7 separate regions of the Mus musculus genome follow, and all the other regions are linked to region 2. The links are chromatin contacts, called in public promoter capture Hi-C maps. All regions are on one chromosome and are shown on one strand. The core of a region is the stretch at or near the end of the contact, and the rest is flanking DNA. Distances in the headings are between cores, read along the strand shown.

The links. Promoter capture Hi-C pulls out the DNA fragments that hold promoters and counts their contacts.
Region 1: a promoter capture Hi-C map of pre-B cells shows a contact between it and region 2, with 2.3 times the contacts expected there. A contact is called at or near these places in 2 of 39 promoter capture datasets (neutrophils and pre-B cells).
Region 3: a promoter capture Hi-C map of liver shows a contact between it and region 2, with 2.9 times the contacts expected there. A contact is called at or near these places in 2 of 39 promoter capture datasets (liver and pre-B cells).
Region 4: a contact with region 2 is called in a promoter capture Hi-C map of hippocampal neurons, with 4 times the contacts expected there. A contact is called at or near these places in 2 of 39 promoter capture datasets (cranial neural crest and hippocampal neurons).
Region 5: a contact with region 2 is called in a promoter capture Hi-C map of pre-B cells, with 4 times the contacts expected there. A contact is called at or near these places in 4 of 39 promoter capture datasets (the 3T3-L1 cell line, cranial neural crest, hippocampal neurons and 1 more).
Region 6: a promoter capture Hi-C map of pre-B cells shows a contact between it and region 2, with 2.2 times the contacts expected there. A contact is called at or near these places in 4 of 39 promoter capture datasets (the C10 cell line, cranial neural crest, hippocampal neurons and 1 more).
Region 7: a promoter capture Hi-C map of hippocampal neurons shows a contact between it and region 2, with 4 times the contacts expected there. A contact is called at or near these places in 2 of 39 promoter capture datasets (cranial neural crest and hippocampal neurons).

Annotation. Positions count from the first base shown.
Region 1 is chr19:5,039,803-5,042,929 of GRCm38.p6, forward strand. Brms1 (breast cancer metastasis-suppressor 1) reads left to right here and starts at 1,561. Exons shown (of 10, transcript NM_134155.3): 1 at 1,561-1,688. It overlaps B4gat1 (beta-1,4-glucuronyltransferase 1), which reads left to right. Exons shown (of 2, transcript NM_175383.2): 1 at 1-230; 2 at 505-1,332. The coding sequence ends at 696.
Region 2 is chr19:7,340,129-7,343,179 of GRCm38.p6, forward strand. It overlaps Mark2 (MAP/microtubule affinity regulating kinase 2), which reads right to left and starts at 1,732. Exons shown (of 18, transcript NM_007928.3): 1 at 1,040-1,732. The coding sequence starts at 1,093.
Region 3 is chr19:4,810,117-4,812,917 of GRCm38.p6, forward strand. It overlaps Rbm14 (RNA binding motif protein 14), which reads right to left and starts at 1,518. Exons shown (of 3, transcript NM_019869.3): 1 at 1,056-1,518. The coding sequence starts at 1,392. Gm21992 (predicted gene 21992) reads right to left here and starts at 1,483. Exons shown (of 3, transcript NR_157185.1): 1 at 1,056-1,483.
Region 4 is chr19:10,100,206-10,103,172 of GRCm38.p6, forward strand. Fads2 (fatty acid desaturase 2) reads right to left here and starts at 1,298. Exons shown (of 12, transcript NM_019699.2): 1 at 1,018-1,298. The coding sequence starts at 1,224.
Region 5 is chr19:10,181,591-10,184,470 of GRCm38.p6, forward strand. It overlaps Fads1 (fatty acid desaturase 1), which reads left to right and starts at 1,298. Exons shown (of 12, transcript NM_146094.2): 1 at 1,298-1,674. The coding sequence starts at 1,462.
Region 6 is chr19:9,981,007-9,983,956 of GRCm38.p6, forward strand. It overlaps Fth1 (ferritin heavy polypeptide 1), which reads left to right and starts at 1,640. Exons shown (of 4, transcript NM_010239.2): 1 at 1,640-1,977. The coding sequence starts at 1,864.
Region 7 is chr19:10,303,314-10,306,366 of GRCm38.p6, forward strand. Dagla (diacylglycerol lipase, alpha) reads right to left here and starts at 1,564. Exons shown (of 20, transcript NM_198114.2): 1 at 1,508-1,564.

The sequences.
Region 1 (3,127 bases), core at 311-2,810, 2.3 Mb before region 2:
TGCAGCTCTATCAGGTGGGCGAAGTCCGGCCCTTCTATTATGGGCTGTGCACGCCTTGCCATGCGCCCACCAACTACTCCCGCTGGGTCAACCTGCCAGAGGAGAGCTTGCTGAGACCTGCCTACGTGGTGCCCTGGAGGGACCCCTGGGAACCATTTTATGTGGCTGGAGGAAAGGTGCCCACATTTGACGAACGCTTTCGGCAGTATGGTTTCAATCGAATCAGCCAGGTACTTAAAAGGGAGAGGGCATGTAGGACTAAGACTGGAGGCGTGTCAGGGGTGAAGTGGCCATTGGTGGAAAGGAGGCAGTGAAGCAAGAAGAAAGTGGTTGGATGATGGAGAATTGAGGACAGTGGAGTGGAACTTTAGGGATGATCATGTGGGCCCTGGGGATATCATTAAGTTATTGTGATTAAATCACTGTGACCTCTCCCTGTCTCTCTCCCTCTCTTCCCTCTCCCCTCCTCTATCTCTCCCTCCCCCCCCCCCGCCCCTTTTCCAGGCTTGTGAGCTGCACGTGGCAGGGTTTAATTTTGAGGTGCTGAACGAAGGTTTTCTGGTTCATAAGGGATTCAAGGAGGCATTGAAGTTCCATCCCCAAAAGGAGGCTGAAAACCAGCGCAATAAGATCCTTTACCGCCAGTTCAAACAGGAGTTGAAGGCTAGGTACCCCAACTCTCCCCACCGATGCTGAGTCCTTGTCTTCCATGGTCTGAGAATTGTCAGTATCTGGCTCCAGGCCTGACTGGGGTAAGAAACATGCCTCCACTTTACAGAGGTAGCTATGGGTTTGGAACACTGGACTTGACTATGGGGTGCTGGGAGTCAAGTCTCAGCTTTACCACTAACTAGCTGTGTGGCCTTGAGCAAATACTATTACTTCTCTGAGCCTCCGTTACGCCGTCTGTAAAAAGGGAGGTGAAAATACCTACCTCACAGAACTGTTGGCTCAGATGAGACGCTGTATGTGTAAACATCCTGTAAACTTCGTACAAATGTGAAGTATTATTAATATTGCTACAGTGTTATTATGATATTGTTACTATTAACCATGTTGGGTGGATAGCGGCAGAGCAAAAAGTTTGAATGGGCTAGAGGTGGGAAGCTTGAGTGTTTAATAAAATGAGGCTTTTGGAAAGAAAGATGAAAACGTAGAATGTAGTGCTAAGAACGTTTCCCGTTCTCTCATGCCTTCGCCCTCCGCCCTCCGAGATCCCTGAAGGAGGAAAGAGATAAAGGTTAAAGTCCCAGATCTGTGCCCTCCAGTAGGTTGGGCTGCTCATTTGCCTTCGGATGACATTATGTAAATAAACGAATGTCACACCCACAGCTGGCTCTGTTACTCTCCTAAGCCGAGGGGTGGTGGGCCGGAGCACCGTGTTAGACGGCGGTGGACCCAAGGACACCGACCACAATGCTAGGACAGGCTGAAGGCCTGGGTTACTGGGGGCCAGTTGCTATGGAGACCCGTCCGCCGTATCCCGGCATGCCTGGACACCAGTGGTTCCATTGTAAGCGCCACAAATGGGCGCCTCCTGATGACGCACACGGAAGCGTCGACACCTCCTGGAGAAAGAGAATCCTGCGCAGCACTGTTCCGGAGATCAACGGCGGCGGCGTTCACACCCTGGGTCGGACAGCTCTCCGGGAGTCCTGGACGTGAGGCCGGAGGCCCCAGTGTCTGCGGTGCGTATGGCCACGCCCGGCGCTGGGTTGGGCTTTCCGGATCGGAGCTAAAGCAGAGACTTAACCGGCCCGACTCGCGCGCTGGCCTGAGAGGAGCCCGCGGTTCCGAGGGTGGATCGAGGTGGGATAGTTCCTTGCGCCGCAGAGTTTGTCCTCTGTGTCTGTAGGGAGGGGTCTGCTTTCCCTGGAGGTTTGCTGTGGAGGTGCTTATACACCGCGCGTTTACCGTGTGCCTCTTCCACTCCCTACAACCCTCAGCAATGGTATATCCCCTATTTGTACCCGGGTTAAGGAGGGACGATTGGTTGTGACTTCATTTAACGAAGTCAGGATCAGAGTCAGCTGGAGGAAGGAGATCCTTGAATTCATCCTGCGTCTTAGAAAGAGTATATACAACGGTGAAAAGGAATTGCCAGTGTGGAGGGTCTGAGGCGTGAAAAGGGGAACAGTGAGGCTGTTTTGGAGATCTGGATTTTCAGAGCAGGAGGAAATGCTACTAAACTCTCCTGCAGGTCCGGCGCTATAATTACTTGCATGGGTGTGAAGGAGCGTTACTCCAAGTAGGGTTGCCAAGAAGGAAAAGCCAGTTTCTATACTGCAAAAGTTTATGTTGTTTAATTTGGGTTTAGAAATTCCCAGTCATCAAGTGAGCTGGCACTGCACTGGGCGAGTAGGACAGCCTGCTGCCCTGTCCTGATGAAACACCCACATTTCACTGGGTGGTCGGACATGAGACTGGGAGAATATGAGATAAAAAACAAAGAAACCTTTAATCCCAGCACTAGGGAGGCAGAGGCAGGCAGATTTCTGAGTTCGAGGCCAGCCTGGTCTACAGAGTGAGTTCCAGGACAGCCAGGGCTACACAGAGAAACCCTGTCTCGAAAAAAACAAAACAAAAAAAAACTTCCTGGGGGAAGGAGTTATGCCTTCCCCATGGGAAAGACTTACAGAGCAGCAACCAGAGATGTAGAAATCACACCAGTGTGAACTAGAAGCATCTACATCCAAGATGACCTATTCTCTCTGGGGGCCTGGCAGTATCAATCTCTCGTTGTCTCCTTCCTTCTGAAAATACCTTCCACCCTAACTCTTGGATTTTCAATCTGTTCTGCAGAGGTTTCTCCTCCTGCCTCCTTTGTTGACCTTGGGAATTCCAACAGAGGCCCCTTCTCACAGTTCCGCCTGAAAAGTCAGACTGCACAAAGCCTAAATAACTTGCCGTATGTAGCTAGAGGAGCCTGGGTCTAGTGGAAGTTCACATGCCTGTGTCCCTGGTCCCTTTTCTCACTTCTAGGTCTTTGTACTTGTTTTTCACTCTGCCTGGAATGTTCCATCTCAGGCGGCCTGGTCCTCACCTAGTCTGTCTCCCTCTGGAAGCTGTCACTGTAGCAGCAAGCTCCAGCTCCTGTGTAGACACCTCCCATAACACCTTAATTTGA
Region 2 (3,051 bases), core at 482-2,981:
AGAAAGATACTATGATACTATGAGAAGTGACAGCCACCAGTTTGGAAAGACAGTATCGGAATTTGTGTTGCAGTGTAAGTAGGCAGTAAAGTAGGGACTGATGCAGCTGATGCAGCCCGCAAAAGAGTGAGCAACAGGTTATGTTAATACAGCCAGACTAAAACACTGACTTTCCCACGGTAGAGGAGAGCCCAGGGATAATCTGGAAGAGCATTCAGACAGGAGGCCCAAGGACTTAAATGCCAAACCCCAGGGGGAAGAGAACAGGAGTGATCCAAAGACTCTGAAGGGAGCGGTGACTGGAACCCCAAAGGCAACCTGTGGGAAAACTATGCGCATGACAGCTGTATGGGAAACACGGAAGCGACACATGCCAGTGCCAGGAGCCTGGGAGCTCCTGCCGAAAAGAAGGGAAAGTGATGAGCAAGGAGTAGGCGAACGATTTGGAAAGGTGACGAGGGTGGAGCTGGTGGGTTGCAAGCAACAGGGAGAGCCCAATTTGGAACGGGAAAGGAGGATAGAAAAAGCTGGGGAAGTGAAAGGGGAAAGGGACCGAGAACACACTCCCGAGACACGGACTCTTGAGGGAGAAAACCGAGGATTGTGAGAGCCGGTGCGGGTAGAGAGGGTACAAAGCTAGAGAGATGCAGAAAGAGGTGGGCAACAATCCGCGGCAAATCGCGGGGTATTATTCGAGGAGCAGGAAGGTGGCTGCTTTAAGCGTGGGTGGAGGAAGACCAGAAAGGCCCCTGAGAGAAAAGGGAAGAGAGGGGGAAGCTGGGGAGATAGCACGGAAGAGCGCAGGAGGGCGGTGAGAGGCGAGGGGCGTTTGGCAGAAATACAAGTGTGCAGTTCAGTCAGGACGACGTGGGTCCCAGGTCAGGATTCGGAAGAGGGATGTGAAGGGCTGGAACCCAGGGCCAGATGACAGCCTAGGCTTGTAGAAGAAAGCAGGAGCACGAGGAGAACTGAGGGAGGGAGCCTCCGTAAGGTGCAGGGGCCCAGTCACAGAATTAGGGGAGCCCTGAGGGCTCCTTACCTGCTCCGTGTCCCTTTCGTTCAGCGTGGGTAGGGGGGTCCGAGCGCTGGACATGGCGCCGGTATCTCAGGGGAGGGAATGGAGAAGCTTGGAGGAAGATAGGGAAGGGAAGGCTAGGAGCCCGGCCGGGCGGGGCTTCTCACAGCAGGAGCACCCGCTGCATGGGCCCCGGCCGGGGGTGCGGGGAGGCCGGGCGATGGCTCACGCCAGCCCGGTGATGCACCGCTCGGGCTAGGCCTCGCCGGCTCCGAGCGGCTCCGGACCGCACCCCCCCCCCCGACCCCCGGCTGGGTTGTGCCGCCTTTCGGCCCGGCCGCGCCGCTCCGCCTACTCTCAACCGCCGCAGCCGGCCGCCTGCCTCGCTCCTCCCCTGCCCTCAGCCGCACTGCTCCGCGCCCGACACACAGGCAGCCGCCGCCGGACCTGCTGCTCCCAACATGGCCGCCACCACCGCCAGCCCTCGGCTCTTTCCGCCGGCAAGAGCCGGAAACATCCGAAACAACTAGGAACGGGAGGGGGAAGAGCCTTTTCCTCTCGGCCCAGACGATGGGTGAATTCCGGAAACTACCGAAGAAGGTAATCCCCGGGGACGCGCGCACCTCCTAGATTCCGAAGACCGAGGTTCGGCTCTGTTTACGGAAATCCACGAAGAGACTCCCCGCACCTCCAGAGCCAACCAGCAGCCACGCCTACCGGCCTTTCTCCGCCCACTTGGAGCAAGCTTTCGGCAGTTTCCGGAAACAGCCGAAGAGGCTCCGCGTGTGCTAAACCGGCCACGCCCCCGTTCCGTCGCTCGGCCGAGAGCGGTAGTCAGCCATTTCCGGCAACACCCGAGAGCTGCCGAGGCTAAGAATCTATCTCTTCGTTTCTTTCCGTCAGTTTTCGGTTATTTTCAAACCTTGAACAGGCGTGGGTCACCTGTACCTGTTGTTTGACTTAGAAAATACCGCTATTAGCTGTTCCTACAACTGATGTCCTTTGAGCCTAACGCCAACTTCCCATCCGCATGTTTAGCTCATAAAACCCACTTTATCGCTCAACCTTGCTATCAACGTGTGAGTCAACTGCCAAGTGTAGTGTCATCCTATTGCCTGTCTCCTGCTTTGCACACCCGCCCATCTTGCGACTATCTTGGCTTCTAGAAGTCTATGTCAGCCTTATATTGAGTCAGTCCCCTCATTCCTCTGTAAAGCCTGGGACAGACACCAGGTCGGACAGGCACTGGGTCAGCGTCCTTGAAACTTAACACACCTTTAAGGTACAGTATTTTTTTCAGTATTGAGAAAAATGCTTGCGTGATCTTGGCATGGAATCACATAACAAAGGCCAGCAAAATAACTCAGTTTGATCCATGGGGATCCACATAGTGAAAGGGGAGAACCAAGTCTAAAACATTGTTCCATGAGCATGCTACCCTATACACTAAATAAAAATGTAATTATATATGTATATATGTGTGTGTGTATAATATATATACATATGTATGTATATGTATATATATAAAATGAGTTGGAGAGATGGTTCAGAAGTCAAGAGGAAGGACTGGTTGCTCTCCCAGAGGACTGAGGTTTAGTACCCAGCACCCATATGGTGGTTAACAACTGTCTAACTAGTTCTAGGTGGTTTGACACCTTCTGGCTTCCACTAGGTTGCACAGACGTACATACAGGCTAAACACTCATATACACAAAAGTTAAATAGATAAATACTACAACATAGGTCAGAATGCTGGCTCATTCAGAGCCTGTACTATTTTCCAGAGAATCTGGTCAGGTCCCAGCATCCACATCAGATGGCTCCCTACCCCTTGTAACTTCAATTCCAGGGGAAATGATGCCCTCTGGCCTCTACCAGCACCCGCATGCCAGTGATACACATAAACCCATAAAAGCACAAACATAGGCACATACAAATAAATATTTCTTTAAATTACACATAACATTTCCTTTCTGCTGTTAGTTTCGATTCTATGACACAGTTTCCCACTGTAGACCAGACTGACCAAGAACTCC
Region 3 (2,801 bases), core at 268-2,767, 2.5 Mb before region 2:
AATCTTGCCAACATAAAAAAAGCAGGTATTTGAAAGATAAAGAGATAAAACCCCAACATATGAAAATCAACAGGGTCTGAAAAAGACATTTCCTCAAAGGAAATAGCAAACTAGCAAGCTGTCCTAAGAATTATTCAAGCAATAAAAAGTACTAACTAAATAAATGGTGTTAAAACCAAGTTTAATAGAAATCTCACACGCCCCTCTCAACACCCCCCCCCCCCCCAGCCAGAGTATTCCCCTTTGCAATCTCACCAAGCTAATAAACATCTGTGCCCGGAGGCACCAGCTTAGCAAGTAAAAGGCTAACGAGGGAGAGGCTTAATAGCCCCCTTTCACATGCAAAAATAACGCAGAAAACCGGGGCTTCCACTTGTTAAGTTGTAAAACCCAACACAAAGTGGAGGGTGGAGGAAAAGAATTAAAAAGCACAAAACCGCCAAGGCTAACCCATCGAATACTGAAAGGTCAAAGGGGTTCCGAAAAGGCCCCTCCCATGCCCACAAGCAGATTCATTCCAGACAATACTAAAAAAGCCCGAACCCGAGAAACCAAGGGCCCGCTACCTTCCGGGAAGCATCGGGAAGGAACGCCAGAGCGGCCTTGGGGCTTCAACCCAACCTTTTCCCTTTTCCCTCGATCTGACCAAATTCTGGAGAGGAAGTGGGGAAGTGGCGAACTCTTTTCACCGCTCCATAATCCGGTTGGTGCCCTTCCCTTTCCATTTCATTTTGGTGCCAGGCTCATGCAACCAGGAAAAGGCGCCTCCTCCCAACCCCGCACACTCGCAAATCTCTGGCGCGTCCCCAGCCCCGAGGCTTCGGCTTGCAGTGGCCACTGCACCCGCCCGGAACCGACTCCTCCCACTTGATGAATGTTGCTGGGACCGCAGGGGAGAAGGGTGGCTCTACCCAACTCGCCCCCAGCACCTTAGGCCCCGCTCCTGCACACTTCCCCATCATTCCCAACCCTGAGGACCAACCCCAGAGTGAGGGGCGTGGCTAAGAGGCAGAGAGCACCGCGCGTGTCCCCTCCCGAGCGCGCTCCCGCGTTACCTTTTACCACGTCACACTCGATGACGCGTCCACGGCGCTCGAAGAGGCTGCGCAATTCCTGACTTGTACATGCAGCCGATACATTGCCCACGAAAATCTTCCAAGTGTTCAGGGGCCTCGGGCGCGACATCTCCACCACGAGCGCGCGACCTGGACGCAGCTCGTGGCCATGCAGGGCCTCGATGGCGCGCACCGCGCCAGCGTTCTCGCGCATGTGCACGAAGGCAAACTGTTTCATGACGGCGCAGCTCATGACCGTGCCATAGGGCGCGAAGAGAGCTGCCAACTCCTCCGGTGTCGTATCCGCCCCATCGACATTGCCCACAAAAATCTTCATTTTGCCGCCGCAACCGCCTTCTCGGAGAGACAGGACCTCTCCTACAGCGACAGGCAAAACGTCCGAACGACCCGCAGTCCTCCACAGGAATGGCTGGCGACCGAGAACCCCGCCGCGCAGGCGCTCTAACCTAACCAATTGGAGGCGGCATCGCGCGCGGATAGCAGCCAATCAAACAGGTTGAGAGCAGATGTCCTTTGACGCAGCCAATCCCAGAGGGCCTGGAGCCCCTTGTTAACGGAGGGGGTGGAAAAAGCATAGAGGCGCGCGACCAACCGCCACCTTCGGGGGGAGGGGAAAGGAGGGCTGGGGACGGGGAAGCGCGCTCCGGCCGAGTCCGCAGAGGCCTAGTCAGAAGAGCTACCTCCGGCCAGGGTGTGGCGTCCCGGCGGGGCCCCAAGGAAAACTTTGTTCTTTAGGGAAGTCCGGGCTCCTCCGTTTGAGCTGCCGCAGCCAAACCCTGGGTGTTGTGATGGCAGCCTCAGCGTCTGCGGTAAGGCCGCGCCCGGAGGAGAAACCAGGACAAACCCCTTTTAGTCTGGGATTGGCCCCCGACACTATATGCTTGGAGTAGGAAGGGACTGTAACTCTTTCTTTGCAAGCACATTACTTGGGGTTGCTTGAGCTCTGGAGGATTTTGCAGACAGTGAATATTGAGCGTCTGTCTGTCTCAACCTGATGGAATTTCGAGAATTACGATGATGACCATTTATTGTATGCATGAAGTTTATCACAGTATTATGTTCCATAAAGTAGAAGATCAGTAATCCTGAGGAAGCCAAAAGTTGGATCTTAAAAATATATGAGGAGGGGGCCAGGAGTGGTGGGCACCCTTTTAATCCCAGCAACCAGGAAGCAAAATCGAAAGAAATTTGTTCGAGGCCAGCCTGGTCTACATAGTGAGATCCAGGATAGGCAAGGATATAGAGAGACCCTGTCTTTAAAAAAACAGCAAAAACTTAGAGGGGCTGCTCACTGGTAAGAGAGCTTGCTGCTTTTCCAGAAAACTTGAGTTCGATTCCCAGCACCAACATGAGGGCTTACAAACCAGCTAATTCCAGTTCCAAGAGAACTGGCCATTGCACATCTGTGGTACGCAGAGAAACAAGCAAAACACCCACACACATAAAATAACGTTAAATTTAAAAAAGGCTGGAGAGATGGCTCAGTGGTTAAGAGCACCGACTGCTCTTCCAAAGGTCCTGAGTTCAAATCCCAGCAACCACATGGTGGCTCACAACCATCCATAGTAAGATCTGTCGCCCTCTTCTGGTGCATCTGAAGACAGCTACAGTATACTTAGATATAATAATAAATAAATCTTTTAAAAAAATTTAAGCCATCCCTGTAATCCCAGCACTTGGGAGGCAGAGGCAGGCAGATTTCTGAGTTCGAGGCCAGCCTGGTCT
Region 4 (2,967 bases), core at 48-2,547, 2.8 Mb after region 2:
CACTCGTCTTTCCCAAGCTCTCTCCAGCTACATCTTTTCCTCTGCTTTCAGCCCACCAAGAAAGGTGCCAAGAAAGGTCTGGCTTTCCTCTTTGACTTTGTTTCTCCTCTTACCCACCTGACTACACAATCACTTTATGGTTGGGGGTGGGGCCAGGCACGGTATGGGGTACTGTGCAATATAGGATAGCCTCCGTTCCACAGAGGTCTCAGAGACTTCAACAACCTCCATGAGTGCAAGAGGGGAAGGGTGATCCTGGCAGGATCTAAAAACAGAGGGCCATTGAGTTGAATGTCCGATAGTAACCCCAGAGGCAGATGGACCTGTTGCCAAGCCAGTCTTAGATTCACCTTCTAGATCCCCTGCGGACCTGAATTTTGCAAAATCCAGCCCGTTCGCCTTCCACCAATTCCCCACCAGGATTTCCCAGAAGGCTGGCACTTGGAGTGAGTCGGGATAATCCTCGGGAGCGTGGGAATCTGAACTACTAGGAAGTCTCTGTCGGGCAGCCATTGTGGACCTTCTTAGACAGGAGTCCAAGCAGGAGCGAGTCCTGGCCAGGAACCAGCTTTCCTTCTCCGCCCCCTGGTCTGGCAGGAGAGTCCCACATATGGCTGCCCGCTCTCAGGCTCCTCTCCCCGGCGCCCAAGGGTGGCCATCTTCCACTTGGGGAGCGCCGAACACGAAGGCTGGAGCGCCCCCTTTGGAGAGTCCCAGGCTCCGGCTGGAACAGCGCGCAGTATGCGCTGTGAACATGCACCGGGCACAGTTTACCACTGATGGGACTTCCACAGAGGTGCTAAGGCCTGGCGTCCAAAAGGCTCGGCCAAAGTCTGCCCAGTTGACCCAGAGGAGAACGATTCCAGGAGGGAGGTGAGGGCAGTTGGTACACTTTCTTTCCCTGCTGAACGTCCTGCGCTCCTTTAAGAACCGGGGATCTGTTTGGCGCCCAGGGACCCCGGGCTCCTGACACCAGCCTGCAGCAGACAAGAGTGGCTGGCACCCCCAGACTCTTACCGTAGCATCTTCTCCCGAATAGTGTCCGATGACACGGTGGCCCCCCGGGTGCCGCTGGGACCATTTGGTAACGTTGTAGACCTTGCGGTCGATGACGAGCCACCGGTCGGTGCGCAGGTTGTGCTTCTGAATCTCCTCCCAACGGAAGGTGGGCATCGGAGCCTGGCGCTCGGTGCTCCCCTCTCCCTGGTTACCTCCCTTCCCCATGCTGCCAGTCTACCCGGATGCCCCGTGCGCTACGGCCTCCGGGCGCCCGCGGCTCGCAACACCGACGGTCCCTCTCCTGGCCGCAGTGTGCGGTCGGCGCCCTCCTCGCTTTCGGCTTTTGTCTTCTACTCCTCCTCCCACCGTGCCTCCTCCCCTCGCTTTCGCTCCTCCTCGCCTTCACTAGCTAGCCAGTACCCCTGCCTTCCCTCAGGAGTACCCCTGGCTTCCCAGTGCCCCCAAGCGGTCCCCTTCCTCCGCCCACCCTAGGCCCGCCTGCTGTGGACTTTTGCCTCCGGTGAAAACTCCAGGATAGCTCAGGGCCTCGCTGCCTCCTCCCCCCACCCCTCTGGCTCCCCCCGTTCCCGGCTCCGCATCCTCCCGAGTTCCCCGCCACCCGGGTTTCCACAGTGATCAGCAGAGCGCCTGCACCAATCAGGGCTCGTCGCCCCGCCTGCCATTGGCCCAGGAGGATCTTTCGAAGGCCAGCGGGCTGGAGCGGCGGGTCCGCGGCTTCCCCCTCCCTCGCGCCCGCCCGCATGGAGTTAAGCCCTGCTGGGCGGTCGGCGACGTGTCTGACCTCCTCCTCCTCCCTTCGCTGCCTGGAGCCGGGGAAGCGGGAGTAGATCTCTGAGAAGCTGGGAGGGGAGAGCGGGGGGCGGGGGGGGGGGCGGGGGCGGCAGCTGGGCTTTTCTTTGCGCGCTTCAGAGCGCCAACGCGCTCGGCCGGGGATTTGCACCTGATGCTCGCACAAAGGAGGCGCAGCGGTTATGGTGAACAACGCTCGGCCTCCGGCTAAACAAGGCCCCCTCCTGGGCTGTCATGACTAGGTGATATTTCTGCCTGGCTAGATGGGACTCAAGTCTCCTGTATCTCACATTGTCTAAGAGATCCATATTGTTTATTGCTTTCCTGAAACCTTCCTAGAGAAAGGAGCCAGGAGTGGGTCTCTGTTTAACCAGGGCTCTGAATCCTTTCAACTTGGTCATCTTGGAAAAGAACGGTGGAATCTCTGCTTTCTTCCTCGTGCTAAGTGCCGCGGGAGTGGCTTCTGGGGAGGGTGCCAGGATAAACTGGACACCTTTCTTGTCTTCGACTGAGAAAGAGTTCACAAGCCTGGTTGGGAAACATGAAAGCAATAAAAGCCCGCGATTGATTTGACAGTAGTACACCACTTGCAGGCAAGAGAGACACTGATACCAAGGGAGTATAGTAGGAAGAAAGGCCCTATTCGCTAAAGTCTCACCACAATCCTATGATATTGTTATAGCTAACTTCAAAATGAAGAGTCTGAGGGTAAGAGAGATAAAATGGTCAAGACATACATGCTTAGCTAGTGGCCCTGTTTGGCCTCTTCCATGACCCTTTCAAGACTTTGGGCTCCCTAGCTCCACATGACACTGGTCCAAAGGAAGTACCTGGTGCAGGGGGTAATACATTCCCATAGTCCCTCCCATCGTATACTCCTCTCATTCTGTCCTGGCATCCATCAGGAGCAGCCTTTCTTCATTCCACAAACTCCAGACTCAAGGAGTGTTGAGTGAAGCTTTTCCGGCTTAGAGGAGAGGAAACAAACATCCAAACAGATGTTCGTTTGGCCTGCCCAAAAGATAGAAGTGAGTGAAGTAGGTGTGCTGGTCGTGTCCATACTGTCATCCATCAGAAACCTGAGGCAGGATATTGCCATGAGTTCAAGGCTGGCCTGGGACACGACTATGCATAAGGAGCAAGACTGTTGTCTTTTGT
Region 5 (2,880 bases), core at 48-2,547, 2.8 Mb after region 2:
GGTGCTTGCCTATGATTACAGCACTTGGGAGGCCAAAGCAGGGCGATCATTGCAACTTCGAAGCTAATCTGTTCATCACAGTGAGTTCCAGATCAGCCAGGGCTACTGCTTCCAGGGACAAAAATAACAACAAAACACAATACGAAACTAAGATCACTAGAAATAGAAAATGCTAAAGCTAATTGCAAATGTTAAACTACATACAAAGAAGGCAAGGCTGGCCTTTCTTCGTTTTATTTTTGTTTTAAAATCGTTTTTAAAATTGCATTTATTTATTTATTTACGTGTGTGTGTGTGTGTGTGTGCTGCCATGAATTGCAGGCAATGTAGGCTAGAAGAAAAACTTGTGGAAGTCAGTACTCTCCTTCCATCTTGTGGGTCCCAGGGATCCATTTCAGGTCACTGGGTTTTGCATCAGGCAACTGTTCCTCCTGAACCATAGAGCTATCATTAGTATTGTTATCATCATCATCATCACCACCACCATCATCATCATCATCACATTTTAGTTAGTGCATGTGTGTGTGTGCATGCGTGCATGTGTTAATTGTGTGTGTGTGTTCCTAAGTACTATATTCTTGTAAGTCAAAAGTGACGGCCAATCATAGCAGACAAGACTTCTGTTAGCGTTGGGCTATCACGTGAGCAAAAGCCTGGAACTGTAGCCAATCAGTCTCTTTCTTTATGTTAGTCCTCTTTCTTTCCACACATGCTAACTGCCCACCTTGCTAGGAAGGGGGATCTCTGAACGGCTACTGGGTCAGGATGCTGTTTTGTTTGCTAAAGCCACTGTGTTTAATTTGTCACGTGTTTCCTAGGGGCAGGAAATTGACAGAACGTTTGCCTTAGCACAATCTGCTGTATGAAACAGAACGTGGAAAGCAGTGCCTGTAAACCCAGAACTCAGGAGAGTCAGAGGTTCAAGGTCATTCTCAGCTACACAGTGAGTCTGGGGCCGGCCTGAGCAACATGAGAACTGTTTTCTTTTCTATATGTTCACACCAAGCTTCTATGCGCCCTTGGGACCTCCGCCTTAGCTACATCAAGCTGTGACGCACTCAAAGGAACCGTTATCCTATCAATCCCTACCATGCTCAATAAAAAAATAAATAAATAAATTCCGAAGTGGAATAGCCTGGAGACCACTTTCAGGCCCCGCGAGGGGGCGCGTCTCTGCCGCTGGAAGTAGCCTGAGTCTCTCCGGGGAGTGGGGAGTCTGTCTTTGCTACCCGAGAGAGGCGGAGCTCGCGCCCCACGCCACTCGGCTCAGCCAATGGGAGCTCGCGCCGCGGGGCTCGGCGGTCCGCGCCAAGGGTGCTGAAAACCCTGCGCGCGAACGGCGGTCTCCGGGCGCGCGCTCGAGGCAGCCCGACGCTCCCCTAGTTCGCGAGCCTGGCGTGCGCTGCCCCGCGGCCCGGAGCGCGCACCTCTCAGACTCCAGCTTCCCCCGCCAAGCTTGCTATGGCTCCCGACCCGGTGCCGACCCCTGGCCCGGCCTCCGCCCAGCTCCGCCAAACGCGCTACTTTACTTGGGAGGAGGTGGCGCAGCGCTCCGGGCGGGAGAAGGAGCGATGGCTCGTGATCGACCGGAAGGTGTACAACATCAGCGACTTCAGCCGCCGCCACCCGGGGGGCTCCCGGGTCATCAGCCACTACGCGGGTCAGGATGCCACGGTGAGAGCGGACAATAGGCGCATCTGCACCTCGGGGAGGGACATTGGCGGGGAGAGAGGCCTTTGAACCCGGGATGCAAGCGCCTGAGAGACCGGAGCGGTAGACGGTGGCCGGAGACACGCACACTCAAACAAAGGGCTGGTTGCACATCCGTGCTTTGCCTCTGGAGTCTCAAGCATGGGTTGGATAGGAGGGAATGAGCTTTCCAGGCACCCGTTCAACGGTACTTGCAACCTCCGGTGGTGGGAGGAGGAGTCTGAGCAGAGAGTGGGAGTCGCGTCCTGTCTGCCAGGCTAGGAGGGTGAACACAGCCTTGTCTGACCTAGAGAACTGGCCCTAAGTTGGGATTCGGAGCGGAAAGGAAGTGGGAAAGGACTGCTTGCGCTAGGGATGACACTGAGGACCCGGTGCTTGGGCATCACCTGTACATTGTGAAGCCCGGAGGGTAGGGTAATGAACCTGAGCCGGTCCAAGACAGCTTGCAGTTGGAGTCGTAAAACTGTACTCGGATTCTTAGTGCGAGGTCACTTGGGCCAGGGAGGTCGACTATTGAGGGAATAGGGCTCCCGCGCGATTAGACACTTCGCGGGGTCGCGTCCCTTTTCCGTTGTAGCTTACTGAAGGAAGAGTCAGTACGAACCCCAGCTTCTGTCTAGTGGCCCTGTTTTCTCTTTTTAGACCATATCCTCCCTCAGAGGCGAGGGCCGGACTAGGAATGACTTAGGACAGAGCATTCTTTGACAGGATTGTCATCTGTTGGGTCTCTACATTTGGGTCCATCTCCCTTTTAACTACCTAATGCCATCCCTCCGACCTCTTACTCCTTGTCTGCCAGTCTAACGTGCTCCCGGGGTCCTCAGGGTTCCTATTAAGTTGCCCATGAAGTTAGAGGTGGAGGGCCTTAGCGACCAGGCTAGAAGGAGCCGGTTTCTAGAAGTAACCACCCAGAATCCAAACAGCAGTGCATTCCTATACCGGTTCATGAAAGGATGGAGCAGACCCGCTCCGTCTAGGCTTCCCATTCTGTGTGGCTTGGGGGCCTAGGATTTCATGGCAAGGACAGCGATTGGTCTGGATGTGTGGTGCCACTGACCACGGACTCCACCTCCGCTTACAGCTTTTTTTCCCTAAGGCCCTCCCACCCACCTTGTATAACCCATATTAACTATTCCGGAGCGGGAATGGTCAGAATGTTGAGGGAAATAG
Region 6 (2,950 bases), core at 390-2,889, 2.6 Mb after region 2:
GGCTGGACTCCTACCAGTTTTGTATTGATTTACAGTAATGTTCCTAAAATCAAATGGATATGATATATCCATATTACCTACAGGGTAAAGTTTAATGACTTTTTATGGCTCGCCAGTCTGACTATGTTCTTTCCAGCTCTCCCCAACATGCACTTCGTTTTTCGGGCCAACAAACACACTTTCCTTAAGGTTCCTTGAACAAGGGAAGCATTCCCATGCCTGCCCATTTGCTATTCCCTCTACTTAGAACTCCTTTCCCCACCTCCCTCCTCCACTTTCCAAAGGGAATTTGTTCATCAACTTTAGCTCAGCATCAGTCTCCTAGGGCCATCGTCCTGAAGTCTGACTCCAGGATATTTATCCAGAAGCATCCTGCAGCTAGATTACCACTGAAATCTTTCCTGAAAAGAACATATATAACGTGTAGTTTTAAAAGACTAAGTACTAGTAATGTATTTCAGTAGACGTACCTTAAAAGGGGGGAAGAGGGTTATAATCCCAGCTCTCTGACGAACCAGCCTGGCTTACACAGAGAGTCCCTGGCCAGTCTGGGTTACTGATCCAGTAACTTTGTCAATCTTGCTTCAAAACAATAACAACAAAATCGAAGTCCAACTTCCAGTTTTGAGAATATGAACAGCATCTGCTGGTTCTCCACCTGTGTTAAAGACTAGACAAGGCTGAGCACAAGTGGATGTGGATGGCAGGGCCTAGCAAGACGCAGTGGCTAATCTCTAGTTCTGCTTGCTATCCAAGAATTCGCACCCATTTTGAAGCTGGGCCACAGCTACAAGATAGACACAGTTGGCTTGTCCCTCTGCAGTTTCCTGCACCTGTCACCTGCCATTCTGCAAGCATCAACTTCACTCCAAGGACAAACCCAAAGGTTACTGAGAAAGATAAAGGAGACCATTTTGAAACAGACACACGTAGGTCACTTCTTTACTTTTCTAATCCAGAGACGTCTCTTAATTTCAAGCATCACCAGGGGCTTTCTCAGAAACCTAAATGGTTTGGCCCCAGGATTGCCCTATAGACAGACGGCTGTTGTCCTGCTCTAAGGAGAAATGCGCCTTCTTAGCCTTTGTTTTTTCAACTGTTCTCAGAGCCATGTTTGCCTTAGCAAAAAGCCGGGGTTGCTTGAGTCAGAAGAACAGGGTAGACCCTAACCTCCTCGCCAATAGTTCCCCTACTCCTCCTCTGAGCTTCTCTCCACAGATTCTGAAGGAGGGAAAGCCGCTCTTTCCCAGTCCAACTTATATGTCGTTCGCCATTTACAGCGCCACGCTTCCATTTTCCTATTTGTAAGACGAAGTCGCTGTCTGGTGTATGTCACGACTAACAACACGCACTTTGCCTAGAGTTTAGGGATATCCTGTGAGAATTGAAAATCATCCTCATCGGTACCCTCTGTGCCCATCTGGGACCCAGATGCCTCTGCAGTACGGCTAGATCCAACTACGCCCGCCCCGGGCCACAGAAACAGCGCGCTTGTTGCCAGGCACCGCTCTTGCAGAAGCTCAGAGCCCCTTGCGTCGCCTCACACTCACACAGGCTCCTCCCCGCCCGCGCCCTGCGGGTTTGGGCAACACGCCCACAGGAAGAGGCGGGGCGGCGCGGCCCGCTGCGCTGATTGGCCAGCGCTCGCCTGACGCAGGATCCCGCTATAAGTGCGGCCCGCTGTCCCCTCCTGCGCCAGACGTTCTCGCCCAGAGTCGCCGCGGTTTCCTGCTTCAACAGTGCTTGAACGGAACCCGGTGCTCGACCCCTCCGACCCCCGCCGGCCGCTTCGAGCCTGAGCCCTTTGCAACTTCGTCGTTCCGCCGCTCCAGCGTCGCCACCGCGCCTCGCCCCGCCGCCACCATGACCACCGCGTCTCCCTCGCAAGTGCGCCAGAACTACCACCAGGACGCGGAGGCTGCCATCAACCGCCAGATCAACCTGGAGTTGTATGCCTCCTACGTCTATCTGTCTATGGTGAGTGCGGCCTCCTCAGGGCCACTTGGGGAGCCGGCGGAGGGTGGGTCGGGGCGTGGCCTGCTGCGGGCTTCCCCGCCTTCCAGCGCCCTTCTGGAAAATGGAGTTTGTTCGGGGTTCTTTCCTAAGGCAGGCAGCCCTGCCGTGGCAAGTCTGAGCACATAGCACCTTGTGGCTCCTGCATAGATCAGGCATGTCATTACACCACTTTTTTTTGAAGCCTTAGGGCAGTACGACTGTCAGCCTGGCCAATCAACCCTGCAGTTAGGTGCATTTTCTGCACGCTCGTCCCCTCCGATCACGTGGCCTACAAGCTTCTCTGTTTGGTTATGCATCCTGCTCCAGTTCCTCCTGGAGTATGGCGGGTCTGCTTGGTCATGGTGTCGAGTGGCAGCCTTGGGGCCTGGTGTAAAGAGGCTTATCTCTTGTGAGCTTACTCTTGTCCCCTTCAAAGCAGCCGCCTCCACCTCTCTGCTTATCACAGAGCCTCACTTGCATTGAAACTTATCGCTAGGAATCTCCCCTTCTGTAGTTATCAGTGTCACCCCGACCTTGCATTTACAAGGCATCATGTTACTGTATTTTTCTTATTTTGCATGAGTGTGGCTTACTAACAAGTGGTAGGTACATACTTGTTGGGAAAAGCCTGCTATCAATTGCTGGACAAGGAAGTTTTCCATGTAATAGTTTCTGAAAAACAGGTTTGGGGAAGGCCTGGACTTTGAAACAGGTCCAACTTCTGTGGCTGTCATTCCTGGAATATGAATACACTGAGTGCTTAAAACTGAAAATCAAAGCTTCTCCTAATATATTTGTGCTAAAATGCAATGCCCTCAATTGTTAACAGGGCATGATGCATTAATTTTATAAATCAGTGGTTGTTTGTAGAGCTGGAAGCCTTGTGACCTTGTGTTAGCTACTTTTTACATGATTGGTGAAGGAGGAGAAAAATGGCCTCCCAATGCAGGATACT
Region 7 (3,053 bases), core at 314-2,813, 3.0 Mb after region 2:
GGATCACTGTGTGAAGTGACTCTTAAAGGTAACAACACCAGCTCAAGGTCACACAGCCAAAGACTGGAATTCAAGTTATCTGGCTCTAAAGACAGTGGACAACATGTCAGCTTTAGGGAACTTAACTCAGTTCCCTCAAAGGAGGGAGGCTTCTCCAAGCACCCATGTTGGCAAAGAAACACCCTTCTCATGCAAAGCTCAGCTCTTTGCTTCTACTTCTGTGCCTTCCCCCCCAAGAAACCCATAACACCCTGAAGTCTTCAACGTCTCTAGGGGTCTGCCCACTGATGCTCTGTGAAGTGGGACATCATGTGGCAATGAGAGGAGGAAGGAGATGGGGGCTGGGAGGGGGGAGAGATAGAGGGAGGGAGGGAAGGAAAGAGATAGAGAGATGGGGGACCTTCTCCAAAGCTTCTCAGAAGACTAGTTAGGATATATGCAATCTCCAAACACTCCCAGTAGCCACAGAACCATCTTCCACGCAGCCCAAAAGATACAATTCCCAGAAACCCAGTAGCACCGCCATCAACCAAGTGAAAGGAAGGGCCCAGGGACGACGTAGCCTGGGCTACTTCTCTATACCCTTCTGAGTCTCCTATAATCAGAAACAAGGACCACCAGTGAGAACCACCTATTCCTCCCATCTTCCTCCAAATGGGGGAGGACTCATGAGCCAGGTAAAGGTTCATAACTGAGCAGAGCTCTACCTGGGACAGCAACCAAGAACCTCATGGTAGACACATGGTGTCTCTTATTCTCATCCATCATAAAAAACACCAACCTTCTTCCAGCCTTCTGCCCCAAGGCCAGCACACCAACAGGCATTAATGCTGAGCCCCATGACAGAGACGTCGCCCCTACTGATCTCCCTGTAAGGGTGGGTATTTACCCTCTTATTTACCAGGGTCTGAGGGCCACCTGTCTTCCCTCACAGTATTAGTCATTCCAGGGCACTGCGCTAAGCCAAGGCCATTTCTCACAGCAGGGCCGGAGCCACTAGTCATGCCCAGGACATTGATTCTTTAAGCCCCCAGGACCATCACTCCAAACCATGTCAAGCCCAAGGCCAGAACCATGCCAACCAACATCCAAGCAATGGCAGCACTTTCTCACACCCATGCCCACCGCACCATCACGGCCCAGCATCAGCTGGCCACCCACCAGCACCAGCTGCGTGCATCGCCCTCCTGTACAGAGGGTGCACCCTCCTCACACCTGGGCGGCCACCGCTACACCAAGGCGGGGGTGAGTCTTCTGACACCCTCGCCAGGAAAAATCACGCTGCCCGTGCTGTATCCACGTTGCCCACGCCCGTGCCATGCGTGTCACCATCCCCACGCCGGTGGCCCGGGGCTCCGCGGACCTCACACCTGCCACGAGCGCGCGTGGCAGCCGCACCTCCGCCCGCGGACCTGTCGGACCGGCCACCGCGCGCAGTGGACATTGCCCAGCCCGCCACGCCGCTCGCAGAGCTCCTGCGCCCGGGACTCGGCCCGGGCCCCCTTACCTCCGGCCCGCCGCAGGGCTCGGCCCGCCGCGGCCACTGCGACCGCCACCTCCATCCTGGGCTCCCCAAGGCCCCTATTCACTAACGTTGCTTCCGCAGGGCGCCGGCGCCGGCGCGAAGGCCGCCTCCGCCCCCCGGGGGACGCTGCGTCCTTTACGTAAACCCCACTCCGCCGCCAGCGGTGACCATGGCGACGGCCGTGGGGCGGCAGCGCCCCCTAGCGCCAGGGAGGGGAGAGGCGCGCAGGCCCGAGGTGGTGGAGCCCTGGATCCCCGCGCGTGGGGGCGGTGGGCGCGGGGCTGAGGCCTCCACGGGGGTTCCGTGGGCAGACGAAAGGGGTTGGACCGTGGGCACTGAACAGGGGCACGGTAGCTGCTTGGGTTCCCCTCCTTCAGGTCCCGCGTGACAGGGTTTAGCGTGGGAGATGAAAAATAGCAAGTAGGATCACCGGAGAACTGGTTTGTTTGGGGGAGGAAAGGAGAGAGATGGGTTCCACCTCCTTCAGGGGACCTAGCAGCGTCTTGAGGAGTTGGGACACATCTTTATCTATGTCCTCCTCTTCCCCCCTACTCTCACCCTCCTCAACACCCAGCATAGTGCCTGACAGCAAAAGGGGAGTTTGATCAATTTTGATTTTCTGATAAATGAAGAAAATCGCCCCTCCTGTTCTCCTTCACACACGCCCATCCATTCATGCGCAAGTCGCTCAACTCGCCTTCCTGAAAGCTGCTTTTTGGCAGGGACACAGCTATGCTGGTGTTCTGGGTTGAGTCTGGGGAGTGGGTGGGAGCAGGCTTGCCCTTAGAGATATCAGGTCACATGGGGGCTAAGCTAAGAGCTGCAGCTGCACAGGGGGTCATAGGTAAGATTGGATCTAGCGGTCATGATGATGCAATCAGTTAAGTCTCCAAAGTCGAGCAGAAAGATATGAGAGGTCGAAAGGAAAGTAACGCAGAAAGCAAGCGTGTGAAATGTTTCCTGGGCTCAGACGTCATTCTGAGAATGACGTCAGGATGATTGACTTGTTCTGTAGGCCTGGAGGACATAGGTGGACATCTGACTGAAAGTGAAACCCTGCATCCGGGACAGACTTCTCCTCGTTGCAGAGTTCAGCCCCTCGCCAGGCAATTCGGTAGCATCTACGGTTATTGCAAAGATAAGCTCTGGCTTAGGTAAAGAAAATGGATTTGGGGAACAAATATGAGCACTTCAAGAATTCCTGGAGAGGAGCTCCCGATGTCTCAGGAAGTTCAGAAATCTGGGGAGGCCTGGGTTCAGGGACGTTATCTCTAGATTGTCATGGTCCATTCAAACCACACAGTTGGAGATAATATCTCTTGCTTCAAAGTCCCAGACACCTGGAAGAAAGAATTATATTGGTCCTGTGAACCATGGTAGATCAACTGATGCCAGGCAGAAAGGACTCTGCAAAATCAGCTCTTTTCCTTACTCACCAAAGTTCCTAATGGAGAAAGCATGCCCACGTGGCCATCCCTAAATAGTCTACTACAGTCTACCCCTTAGCTGTCCGGCACATAGAAAACTA